Linked DNA regions of Mus musculus: regions 2, 3 and 4 are each linked to region 1. Evidence: chromatin contacts called from public HiChIP or PLAC-seq, Micro-C and promoter capture Hi-C data. All regions are on one chromosome and are shown on one strand. The core of a region is the stretch at or near the end of the contact, and the rest is flanking DNA. Distances in the headings are between cores, read along the strand shown.

Region 1 (2,700 bases), core at 151-2,650:
GCAGGTGAAGGTGTGCCGCTCCATCATCACAACTTGAGTTCAGTTTCAGCACTCACATCTGGTAGTTCACAACTTGTGCATACATGTAAACACACAATAGTCATGATGATGTTAAATAATATTGATAACAAATAATTTATTAATAATAATAGTTATTAAAGCACAAATGAAGCAGAGGCAGGCTAACCTCTGAACTGGAGGCCAGCACAGTCTACAGTGCAAGTTCCTGGACAGCCAGGACGACACGGAGAAATCCTGGCTTGAAAAACAACAACAAAACAAGAAACACTGATACCAGAACAACGGAGGCAGAAATGGTAGACCTCTGTGAGTTTCTGGCCAGCCTGATCTACACAGTGAGACCCTCCTGACCCCCTCCCCCGTCTTGCCCCTCAAGTAAACAAAACCTGTCTAGGTCAAGCAGCCTTACTGTCACATGAAATAATCCCGTTTTTGTTTTTTATGTTAGGGATTCATGTAGACCTGACTGACCTTGAACTCCTGATTTCCAGTCTCCAAACAACCCCCTGGCTCATCAGTTGTTTTTGAGGCAGTGTCTGGTCTTGTAGCCCAGACTGGTATCAAACTCGCAGCAATCCTTCTGCCTCTGCTTCTTGAGTGCACCACAACGCCTGTTCTTTCTTTTGGCTGTTTTTATTCTGAAATATGGGCTGGCTACATAGCCAAAGCCGGTCTAGAACTCATCAATCCTTCTGTCTCCCTAAAGCAGTCATGACAGGTGCAGCAACCACGCCCGCTCCATCACTACTACATGAACAGCAACACCAGCGTCCCCTGAACCAGAGTCACACTGTCTTGAACCTCTTGTACTCCTGGCTCCACTGCCTAGAATGCGGCCGACCCTGTAGCAGGTGCTCAGGTGCACACAGGCGCAGCGCGAATGAATAAAATGAATGAAAGAACCTGCACAAGAAAGGCGAAGCATTTGCTTCCCAAGTATCTCTGGGACGATTCTCTCCTTCCCCCAAACCAAGTCCGCGAGAGTCGTGCAAACACCACCACCCCGACCCCGCGGCGCCCACTCCCCACTGCGCCAGCCACAAGCACAGGCGGCCGGTGCTCCTCACCGGGTCTACGCAGCCACGTGGGGAAAGGGTGGGGCTCGCAGCTGTCACCCGAGACTTTGCCTTTGGCTCCTTCGAGCCACCATATAAGCGCAAGCGCAGAGGCGCCGCCTCGCCTCGGCGTCCCTCCTTCAGCCGAGAGGCTCCTTTCCGGGGCAACGAGGGCGACCGCGAGCACAGGTAAAGCGAAGGGAGCCACAGAATACGCGTGGGCCTGAGACTCTTGCAGTACTCTCAATGCTACTCCTAGGTGTCGCTTCCCCTCAAAAGAGATAGTTTTCACCTAGGTAGACTCGGCCCTGAGAAGTGAGCAGCGCGCCTGCGCGAAAGAGCGAAGATGGCTGCCCTCGACGCTTGCGCATGAGGACCTAGGCGGTGGCAGCCAGCGCCTGCGCACCAAGGCAAGGCAGAGGCTTGCGCCTGCGCGACGCGGCGCTGCGGAAACCGTTGGCTCATTTGCATCTCCCCGCCTCGCCAGGCGGTGGATAAGGGGCCCGAGGCGGCGGCGGCAGCGGCGGGGGCGGCACCGCACGCGGCAGGCTCCGGGTGAGGCCCGGGCCCTGGAGACCTGGGAGGGCTGGCCCGGGGTGGGAAGGACTCTGGGTGTCTCTAGGGCGAGCGCGCTCCTCCAGCCTGTCTGGCGGGTCCATTCATTACGCTTGAGCCCTCAGTCGGCCGGGCGAGTTGGGCGTAACGGCGAGCGGGCTTCGGGCCTCCAGCTGCCGGGAACCACTGCAGCCTCCGAGTCTGCCAGTACCATAGACGGGGAAACGGAGGTGCAGACAGATTAGGTACCTTGATTAAATTTCAGGATCAGCTGACCCGGAGGAGTCCCTGCTCTTAAATGACAGAGAACAAGGGGCGTCCTATCGCTTTCCCAGGGTGTGGGGAAACGGGGTGATGGTTATAGAAATGACCAGAAGGGAGGTTTACCTCTTGAAGTTGGAAGTGTCATAAGGAAGGCTGTCACTGATATGTATGCTGCCTTATTTTTTTTTAACATTCAGAAAGTGCCCTCACAATGAATGCCCTGTTGGTCAGGCTCAACATTAGGATGCCTGACCTAGTGGTTCACTTCTTCAAGTCTGCTTTTCTCCCGTGTGTGAACATTTTTTTCTTTCATTCCTTTTTTCTTTCTTTCTTTTTCTTTTTCTTTTTTTTTTTTTTTTTTTTTAAGGCAGGGTCTCAAACTGATTATGATGGCTCACCCCTATAATCCCAGTTCCCAGGAGGCAGAGACAGGGTGGATTTTCCTTTCAATGCCAACCTTAGTGTGTATGTATGTGTGTGTGTGCACACACAAAGTTTGAGGCCAACCAGAGGTGTGTAAGGAGATCATTTGGAATCTCTCCTACTCAACCATGCTACCAAAAAAAAAAAAAAAAAAAAAGTAAATAAAACTAAAAAGATTGGGTCTGCAGAACCTGGCAGTGCACACTGGCAATCCTAGTTCTTGGAAGGCAAAAGCAGGAGGATCAGAGGTTTAGTGCTCATGCCAAAGTGGGCTACTCTGTTGTAGTTGCAAAAAATCCAAACAACAACAAAACAAAACCCTCATGCACACACAAAACTGGGTCTTGCTATGTAGCCTAGGCTGGTCTGGAATAAACTAGGT
Region 2 (2,700 bases), core at 38-2,537, 290 kb after region 1:
GAACAACAACAAAAAACAAACCCCACTGGGTTTCAGATGTAGCCAGGTTCAAAGCCCTCAGAACTGGAACAAGCCCATGGTTTCTTTGATATCAAGTGAAAGAATTACAGGATCATTCTTGAAAGGTGACAGCTCGGGAGAGTAGATAAGGTCCTTCAAATGAGAGGCCCTGCTTTCTCCCTGACACCTTAGCACCTTCTGGCAGAGTCTGCATGGACAGCAGGCAGTTACTGAAAACCTTGTATCTCAGGTGACTGCCCTTCAGCTTTCAGCTACTGTTCTTTTAGACAGTGCAATGTAGCCAAGCCGGGTCGTGAACTTCTGATCCTCAGTGCCCCACTTGTCAAGTACTGAGACAACAGGCAAGCACCCTGTCTGGCTTCCTGACCCCGTCTGTACCTTCAAGGTAACTTAGTAAGCAGTCACACAAGACCCCAGAACCTTGGGGCTGGAGAGATGGATGGCTCAGTGGTTTAGAGCACTGACTGCTCTTCCAGAGGTCCTTAAATTCAATTCCCAGCAACCACATGGTGGCTCACAATCATCTGTAATGGGATCTGATGCCCTCTTCTGGTGTGTCTAAAGACAGTGACAGTGTACTAATAAAATTAAATCAATAATTCTTTAAGACTCCAGAACCTCACAAGCAAGCTAAACACTTTGCTGTCAGCTTGGGCTTCATGGTCAGACCCTGGCTAACTAAAATACAATATAAAACATGAAACAAAAGAGAATGCTATAATAAAATAGTTGAGACGGGTGTGGTAGCACACACCTTTAATCCCAGGAGCAGATAGAGGCAGTATGATCTCCATGAGTTTAAGGCCAGCCTGGTCTGGTAAACGTGCTGCGTCCAGGACAGCCAAGCCTACACAGAGAGGCTTGCTCACCACGCCCCAGGAAAAGAGAGGGGCAGGGGAAGGAGGACATGAAATAAAGTATTAAGTAAAATTATGAAATATTATTGTTTTCCAAAGAGCCCCGAAAATGACCGCGCATGAGCTACAGTGTTTCTTGTTTATTTCTACCTCGTATGTAAGCAGGAGGAAGCCTGCCCCAGCATGAACTCAAATCAGGGCGTGCTGCTATCCTCTCCCACTGTGCGCCCAGTGCGTTCCCATCTCCCACTCCCAACAGCCCCTCCACCTAGAGGCTAGAGCCCCTTTAAGAAACGGCCAGCGGAGCTTACCAGGAAGGAGGTGGTGTCGAGGGCGCGAGACGGACGTGTGCACAAGCCAATAAACACGGCAGACGCGGTGTGAACAGCCAATGGGTGCGCGGGGGCGGGGCTGCGTATCTGAAGCTGTTTCCCGAGGCGCGGCGGCCGCGGCTGGGGGCGGGGAGGGGGCACAGGACCCCGAGCGGGGTCCCCGAGCCGCAGGCACGTGTGACGGGGCGTAGCGAGGAGGCCGAGGCTCCCGGGGCCAAGGCCTCCCGAGGCTGCGGGAGGCTGGGCCTCCCGGGGCGGTAGTGTCGACCGGGCGCGGGGCGGCGTTGGGGTGCGGGGCGCGCGGGGCATTGTGGGGGCTCGGGGCGGGAGGGTCTCCGGTCGGGGCCGGATCCCGGAAGGAGCCCCGCAGGTGAGGGTCGCAGGGCAGGGACGCAGGGCTCCGGGGCTTCCTGGGGCTTAAGGAGAGGGCCTGATAGGACGTAGGGTTCTACAGCTGGGTTGGGGGCCTCCGCAGAGAGGCCTGGGGCCAGCGAGATGGTGCAAGAGTCCATATTGGTGTTCCCACTACTCTTTCGCTTTTATTTAATTTGAGACTGGGTCTCCAGTATTCTAAGCTAGTCTTCAAGTGGGTGTGTAGCTCAGGCTGGCCTTGAACTCCTGGCCTTCCTGTCCGAAGAGCTGGATGACAGGCGTGCCTTGCCACACCTGGTTTACAGGGGTGCTAATTCTAAAGCGTCGTGCTTGCTAGGAGAACGCTCTTCCAACGAATTACAATCCTAGCTTATGCTTTCAATTTCTTGAGTCAGGATTTCATGTAACTCATGAATTCCATGGCCTCGAATACCTGGTCATCCTTCCTCCACCTCCCGATTGCTGGAATGAAAGGCATTTGCTGATACATGGTTTCTGCAGCGTTGGGGTTAGAACCCCGGGTCTTGTGCTTGGTAGACAAGTGCCCTGTTGCCTGAGCTATCTCCCCAGTGCCCTACTACGATTAAAAGCTGGAAGCAGACTTGGTGATAGAGGCAGGTTGGAGCCATCGTCTCTGTTGTTGGGAGATTCAGCAAGAGACATTAAGTTTCTAGCACCAATCCTTTATTGCTGGATCCTTTAGCAGAGAAGGTGGCCAGAGTCAGGAACCTCTACTAAAAGTTCACCTTTTTCAAATGAATAAGTTATAAAACTTATAAAGATTGCTGTCCCAAGGCCTCAGTGACAGTCCCCACTGCCTCAATTACCCCAACACCCTTTTCTTGACATTCAGCTCAATAACTTTCGATCTTGACCCTCTTGTTAATTGGCTTGTTTTCTGACTTTGGCTAAGTGGCTTTGTCTTTTTTTTTTTTTTTTTTTTGGTGGTTTATCGAGACAGGGTTTCTCTGTATAGTCCTGGCTGTCCTGGAACTCACTTTGTAGACCTTGAACTCAGAAATCCACCTGCCTCTGCCTCCTGAGTGCTGGGATTAAAGGCGTGTGCCACCATGCCTGGCTGGGCTTTGTCTTTCTGTGCTTGTTGGATCTTTCCTGTG
Region 3 (2,700 bases), core at 97-2,596, 380 kb before region 1:
TAGCCATGTGGCCATGGCCATAAAGTAGAGGTTCCAGGGAATCTGACACCCTCACATAGATATACACTCAAGAAAAAACACCAATGCACACACACATAAGACACATCTTGCTGCAAGTGGTGGCTCACGCCTTTAATCCCAGCACTCGGGAGGCAGAGGCAGGCAGATTTCTGAGTTTGAGGCCAGCCTGGACTACAGAACAAGATCCAGGATGGCCAGGGCTACACAGAGAAACCCTGTCTCCAAAAACAAAAGCAAACAAAACACCAAAAATAGAAACATTTATTTAGTGTGTATTTATGTGCATATGTGTGCCCTGTCTCTGTGGGATGTATGGGAGTGTGAGTGCAGTGTTCCCAAAGGCCAGAAGAGGGCGACAGATCTCCTGGTGCTGGAGTTCCAGGTGGTTGTATTGCCCAACGCGTGGGAAGGAAGTTTGTGCTGTCCTCTGCAAGAGTAGTGCAGTATCTTAACCTGGGAAACCCTTCTCTCCCTCCTTCTCTCCCTCCTTCTCTCCCTCCTTCTCTCCCTCCTTCTCTCCCTCCTTCTCTCCCTCCATCCTGATTGGATTTGTAACAGATTTGTTAGGCTGACAGGCATGGAAGCAAACACCTTTTTGTTGTTGTTGTTGTTGTTTTGGTTTTTTTGTTTTTTGTTTTTTTATGAGACAGGGTTTCTCTGGGTAGCCTAGGGTGTCCTGGAACTCACTCTGTAGACCAGGCTGGCCTCGAACTCAGAAATCCGCCTACCTCTGCCTCCCAAGTGCTGGGATTAAAGGCGTGCGCCACCACGCCCGGCCCGAGGCAAGCACTTTTGAAGGAAAGTTTGCTTACTGCTCCCAAGAGAGGGGGGGCACACATGGCCATGCCCATAAAGTAGGGGTGTGTCAGTTTCTCAGTGCCTATATCTGTCTGTCTGTCTGTCTGTCTGTCTGTCATCTGTCTGTCTAGGCAGAGGCCAGGAGCTTTGGTAGGACTTTCTCTAGAGTGAACTGGCTGGGTTGGGCAGACCCATTTGAGCCTCCCTGGAGAGAGCTGGATGGAGGGACACTGCTCTGGTCTGGGTCATAGCAGGTCTCTAGATGTCTAGGATTTGGCCCCATGGTGACTGAGGACAGGGAAGGCCTGGGTGTTGTGTGAGGTGAGTTGTTGGGGAGGATTTTGAATTAGCTCATGTGCTTGTGGAAGGCAGGTGTTTGCTCTGTCTGGGAGGTAGCTCACCCCAGCTCTGCCAAGCCTCTGAAAACGGAGTGGAAACCAAGCTGCCTGTATACCTCATGCTGGCTCCTGCTGCTTTCTTTCAAGACAAGATGGCTGAGTGCAGAGCTGCTGTTTCTGCTTCCTGCACTCCTCCACCCTCTCCCCACACTATGTGCTCCACCCTCAGCTGAGTCACCCTGGTGCTCTGGGAGGTCCCTGACCTGCATGCTTTTCCTTTGCTCCCCCTCTTTGGCTTTTAGGTTTCACTGCCTCCCATGTGACCTTTCAAAGTCCTTGCCTGGGTCCCCATTTCTTCCTGTGGAGATTTCCTCGACTCCCCAGCGTTCAAGTATCATCCTCATCGCTGGCCAGTGGTTACTCAGTCCTGTGCTAGTTCAGCTCCAGCCTAGAGCTATTGGCCCTGCCTAGGAGCTCAAGGGCTGCGCCTGCGACCTGGTGAAGCCTCTGGTTACTGCTTCAGGGCCCAGCATCCAGGCAGTACGGGTCACTTTGTAGTCTTCTTTATTCCTAAAGCTTTCACTCCTACACCAAGGCCTTCAGATTCACACTCCAAATTAAAGGTCTATTGTGTCTAAGACCAGGCTGGCCTTGAATTTAGAAATCCACCTGCCCCTGCCCCTGTCCGTCCCTGTACCTCTGCCTCCTGAGTACTGGGATTACAGGTGTGGGCTAACACATTCAGCCCACAAACTAAATTTTTAAAATGTGTTTCAGACTGGCTGTGGTAGTATGTGCCTGTAACACCAGCAGGTGGGAGGCCGAGGAGGCTGAGACAGTTGAGTTCAAGGCTAACCTGGGCAGTTTAGCAGGATGCTATCTCAAACTGAAAATAATAAGTAAAAAGGGTCCCCATTAACTCAGTGTAGGCAGCTGCCAAGTCTGTGCAAGGAGGGGTTTGGGTTGCCTTCCAACACACACACACACACACACACACACACACACACACACACACCCCTCACTTAAGGCCAGGCAAACAGACCAGTAGAACAAGAACAAAACTGACCCAGGACCCCATCTCACCACACATCCCAGGATGACCTTGAACTTCCCATCCTCTTGCTTCTACTCCCTAAATTCTGCACTAGAGCTGTGTACCCACACACCTGGCTTGTGTGGTGCTGGGGATCAAACCTAAGGCTTCTTGCACACTAGGTACAGCTCTGCTGACTGAGCCATGTACCCAGCAGGTGAGTGATGATGGACAGGTCTACCAAGGCTTTGGGTGGGGAAAAGGTGGACTCCTTAGCAGTTGGTCAGTCCCACTGCAGAAGGAGACTGGGTCTGTCCTCGCTGGGTGTCTGGGTGTCCACTGCTATGATAAGCACCACAGCAAAAAGCAGCCTAGGAAGGAGAGGGTTTATGTCATAGCTCTGTCAGTCATGGAAGTCAGGGCAGGCACTGAGGTAGAGCCATGGAGGACTGCTGCTTCCTGCCTTGTTCCCCATGGTTTACTCACCTGTGATCTCATACACTCCCACAT
Region 4 (2,700 bases), core at 46-2,545, 260 kb before region 1:
GATTACATCCACAACAGGTATCTATCGCTTTGTGAATGGACACACACATTAACAGGGACGTGGGAGTGCTGCATACTCCAAGAAGATAAAAAGAAGTTAATGCTGTCAAGAAAATGTAAGGCTCAGGAGACTCACCAGGACTTTGTCCTAAAGAATCCAAAGCCACAAGATAAGAGTGAACTACCTGAAGTGAGTCAGGTAGGTAGAACTTGCAGCCTCTGCTAAAACTGCAGGGGCGGGAAGGAAAAACAAAACATTCTGCCATACAGGTCTTAATGAGGGGTCCCCATTCATTTCAGGGTTCCGGAGAGCGCAGTCCGGCTGCGGCTGAGGCCTGCCCAGAAGCCTTTCCTTGTTGAAGTGATCAATTCCGATTCTTGGCATTAATCCCTTTAAAAGGCCAGCTGCTGCTGTCTAGTCACTGATGCCAACCCGTTCCAGGTGGAAGAAAAAAGAAATTATTGGAGCCACATCGTACACCCGGAGGCAAATTTAAAGTGGAGGGCCATGAGGAAAACAGGAACCAAGAGAGGGGGAAGGGTCCCATGGCTCCCCAGGGTCAAGCAGGAAGGGCGCGAGCCCAAGCAGGACGGTGGGGGGGGGGGGGGACCGGCCCTGCAGGCGTGGGCGCGCAGGGACTCTTATTCTGACACGGGATCCTCCGCCGCCTCCGCCGCCGCCGTCGCCGCCGAATTTAACGCCGCCGCCGGGCTCGGACCCCCGACCCTCCCGTGGACTCTCACCCCACGCCACTCGTCCACGTGCTGTGTGCCCGCCGCCCCCCTTGGGGCGGCCTCCCAGCCTGAAAAGCTCAGGAGGGAGTGAGGCGACTCGGCCACTTCCCGGCTCCGGGGACCAGGGACCCCAGCCCCACGTGCGAGGGCGGTGGGGAACTTTCCAGCGGCGCAGGCGAAGCGAACCGCAGCGCAGCAAACCGAATACGACCGCGCTCCCACTTTCCCGCGCCCCCGCCCCGCCTTGCCAAGTTTGCTAGGAACTTACCCGGCCGCGCGCCGACCGGGCCCAGGGGCAGCGCGCGTGTCCACAGGGCTGGGGGCGGGGGGCGCCGGCCGCGCGTGCTCGCTGCGCCTGAGGGGCCGCCCGGGCCCGCGGCGCTCGCTCCGCCGCTCCGCCCGCCCGCGCCGCCGGCCAGATAATGCGCCCCTCGGCCGCACACATGGAGCCCGGCGCCGGCGTCACCGCCCGGGACATGCGCACCAGGTCAGCGCGCCCGGCCCGCGGCCCCCAAAACACCGGGGAGCTCTTAAAGGCGACGCCACCCGCCCGCACCCGGATGGGCGGGGTCGGGAAGGGAGGGGCTCCCTGTGGGCGTGGTCTTATGTGGGCGTGGTTCCCTGGAGGCGAGGCTGGGCGGGCCTACCCGGAAGCACCGCCCTCCCAGCCCCAAAGACTGGCGACGCTGCGCTAAGCGACTGGGTTTCCCACTTGGGCTGCTAAGCGCCCCTCAGCCATGGCCAGCTTAGTGCACAGAGCTCGGCCGCGCCCAGGGCTGACTCACGCTGACCTCGCCCGAGCCCTGCACGGCCACCTCTTGTAACTCTGAGACGCGCCCGGGGCCTCGCAAAGCTTCCTCTCAGGAACTTCGGTGTTGACCTCCAGTGAGAAGGTGCGATCGGCTGAGCGGTCACCCCTCTCCCCCGGACCGCAGACAGTTCAACCTACCCACCAAGCCAATCCACCTGCAGAGAACGAGGTGGACGGCTGTCTCCTTCCAGTAATCCACATCTAGCCTGTGCCTCTGGAGAAGAAGGAATCCCCAAGAAAACAAACCTGCGCCCAACCCTCTCTGGTAACACCAAGGAGACAATAATAGCCAGAAAGGAAGCAAGTTTGGGGAGATTATGAAGCATCTGAAGCCAATTTACAATTTCAACAGGGAAAAGTACAAAGTTCATAGAAAACCTATTCCAGGACAGCGACATGGCTCAGTGGTTTAAAGAGGCTTGCCACCAAACATAATGACCTGAGTTCCATCCGCACAAGTTGTCCTCAGACACAAACACACGCTCATAAATAAAATATGTTAATTTAAAAAACACATCTGGAGTCATGGCTCAGCAATTAAAGGTACTGGCTGCTCTTGCAGAAGACCCAAGCACCCACATGGTGGCTTACAACCTACCATAACTCCGGTTCTAGGGTATTTATGCCTTCTGTCCTCATCATACAGAAACACGTCATAAAGAAATCTTATGAAGACAAAGCCCAGGGCTAAAGAGTTAGCTCAGTGGTTAAGGGCACTTCTTGTTGTGGAAGACCTGGGTTCTATTCCCAGCACCCACATGGAGGCTCTCCTCCTCAGGCAACAAGTACACATGTGGTACACAGATGCACATGCAGGCAAAACACTCATGACACATCAGTTTCTTTTAATATATATATATATAAGGGTTGGAGAGATGGCTCAGTGGTTAAGAGCACCAACTGCTCTTCTGGAGGTCCTGAGTTCAAATCCCAGCAATCACATGGTGGCTCACAACTATCTGTAATGAGATGCCCTCTTCTGGTATGTCTAAAGACAGCTACAGTGTACTCACATATAATAAATAAATCTTTAAAAAAAGAAAAAGAAAGAAAAGGAAATGAAATAAAGAAAATGAAGCCTCAAGGTAGGTGGATGAGTTCGTGGCCAGTCTGTACTATGGCTAAGACTACAGAGAAACTCTGTCTTGAGAGGAA

The links. A called contact is a pair of places that touch in the nucleus more often than the background predicts. HiChIP or PLAC-seq counts read pairs in DNA pulled down with a chosen protein or histone mark. Capture Hi-C pulls out chosen DNA fragments and counts their contacts.
Region 2: a promoter capture Hi-C map of liver shows a contact between it and region 1. The contact joins the promoter of Fkbp8 here to the promoter of Armc6 in region 1. A contact is called at or near these places in 3 of 39 promoter capture datasets (hippocampal neurons, neural stem cells and pre-B cells), 4 of 484 Hi-C or Micro-C datasets (CD4 T cells, embryonic stem cells, natural killer cells and 1 more), 8 of 115 datasets of contacts at active chromatin or transcription factors (the 230-238 cell line, the SCID.adh cell line, astrocytes and 5 more) and 3 of 9 other capture datasets (adipose tissue, liver and pancreatic islet).
Region 3: a contact with region 1 is called in an H3K4me3 HiChIP or PLAC-seq map of bone marrow-derived macrophages, with 4 times the contacts expected there. The contact joins the enhancer-like site here to the promoter of Armc6 in region 1. A contact is called at or near these places in 1 of 484 Hi-C or Micro-C datasets (bone marrow-derived macrophages), 2 of 115 datasets of contacts at active chromatin or transcription factors (bone marrow-derived macrophages and large pre-B cells) and 3 of 9 other capture datasets (liver, macrophages and pancreatic islet).
Region 4: a Micro-C map of embryonic stem cells shows a contact between it and region 1, with 4 times the contacts expected there. The contact joins the promoter of Gatad2a here to the promoter of Armc6 in region 1. A contact is called at or near these places in 1 of 39 promoter capture datasets (pre-B cells), 2 of 484 Hi-C or Micro-C datasets (B cells and embryonic stem cells), 4 of 115 datasets of contacts at active chromatin or transcription factors (astrocytes, cardiomyocytes, effector CD8 T cells and 1 more) and 1 of 9 other capture datasets (adipose tissue).

Annotation. Positions count from the first base shown.
Region 1 is chr8:70,233,022-70,235,721 of GRCm38.p6, forward strand. Armc6 (armadillo repeat containing 6) reads right to left here and starts at 1,401. Exons shown (of 8, transcript NM_133972.2): 1 at 1,089-1,401. It overlaps Sugp2 (SURP and G patch domain containing 2), which reads left to right and starts at 1,184. Exons shown (of 11, transcript NM_172755.4): 1 at 1,184-1,631.
Region 2 is chr8:70,526,456-70,529,155 of GRCm38.p6, forward strand. Fkbp8 (FK506 binding protein 8) reads left to right here and starts at 1,288. Exons shown (of 9, transcript NM_001111066.1): 1 at 1,288-1,381.
Region 3 is chr8:69,849,730-69,852,429 of GRCm38.p6, forward strand. The region is part of intron 1 of Pbx4 (pre B cell leukemia homeobox 4); the gene reads left to right. Among named protein-coding and RNA genes, the nearest start is that of Pbx4, 18 kb to the left of the region's middle. Within about 2 kb of position 1,347, at least 73 of the 459 cell types and tissues checked have an H3K27ac peak or open chromatin away from gene starts, as enhancers often do. A contact at or near this core is called in bone marrow-derived macrophages, where this site is marked.
Region 4 is chr8:69,973,088-69,975,787 of GRCm38.p6, forward strand. It overlaps Gatad2a (GATA zinc finger domain containing 2A), which reads right to left and starts at 1,296. Exons shown (of 13, transcript NM_001113346.1): 1 at 1,003-1,296.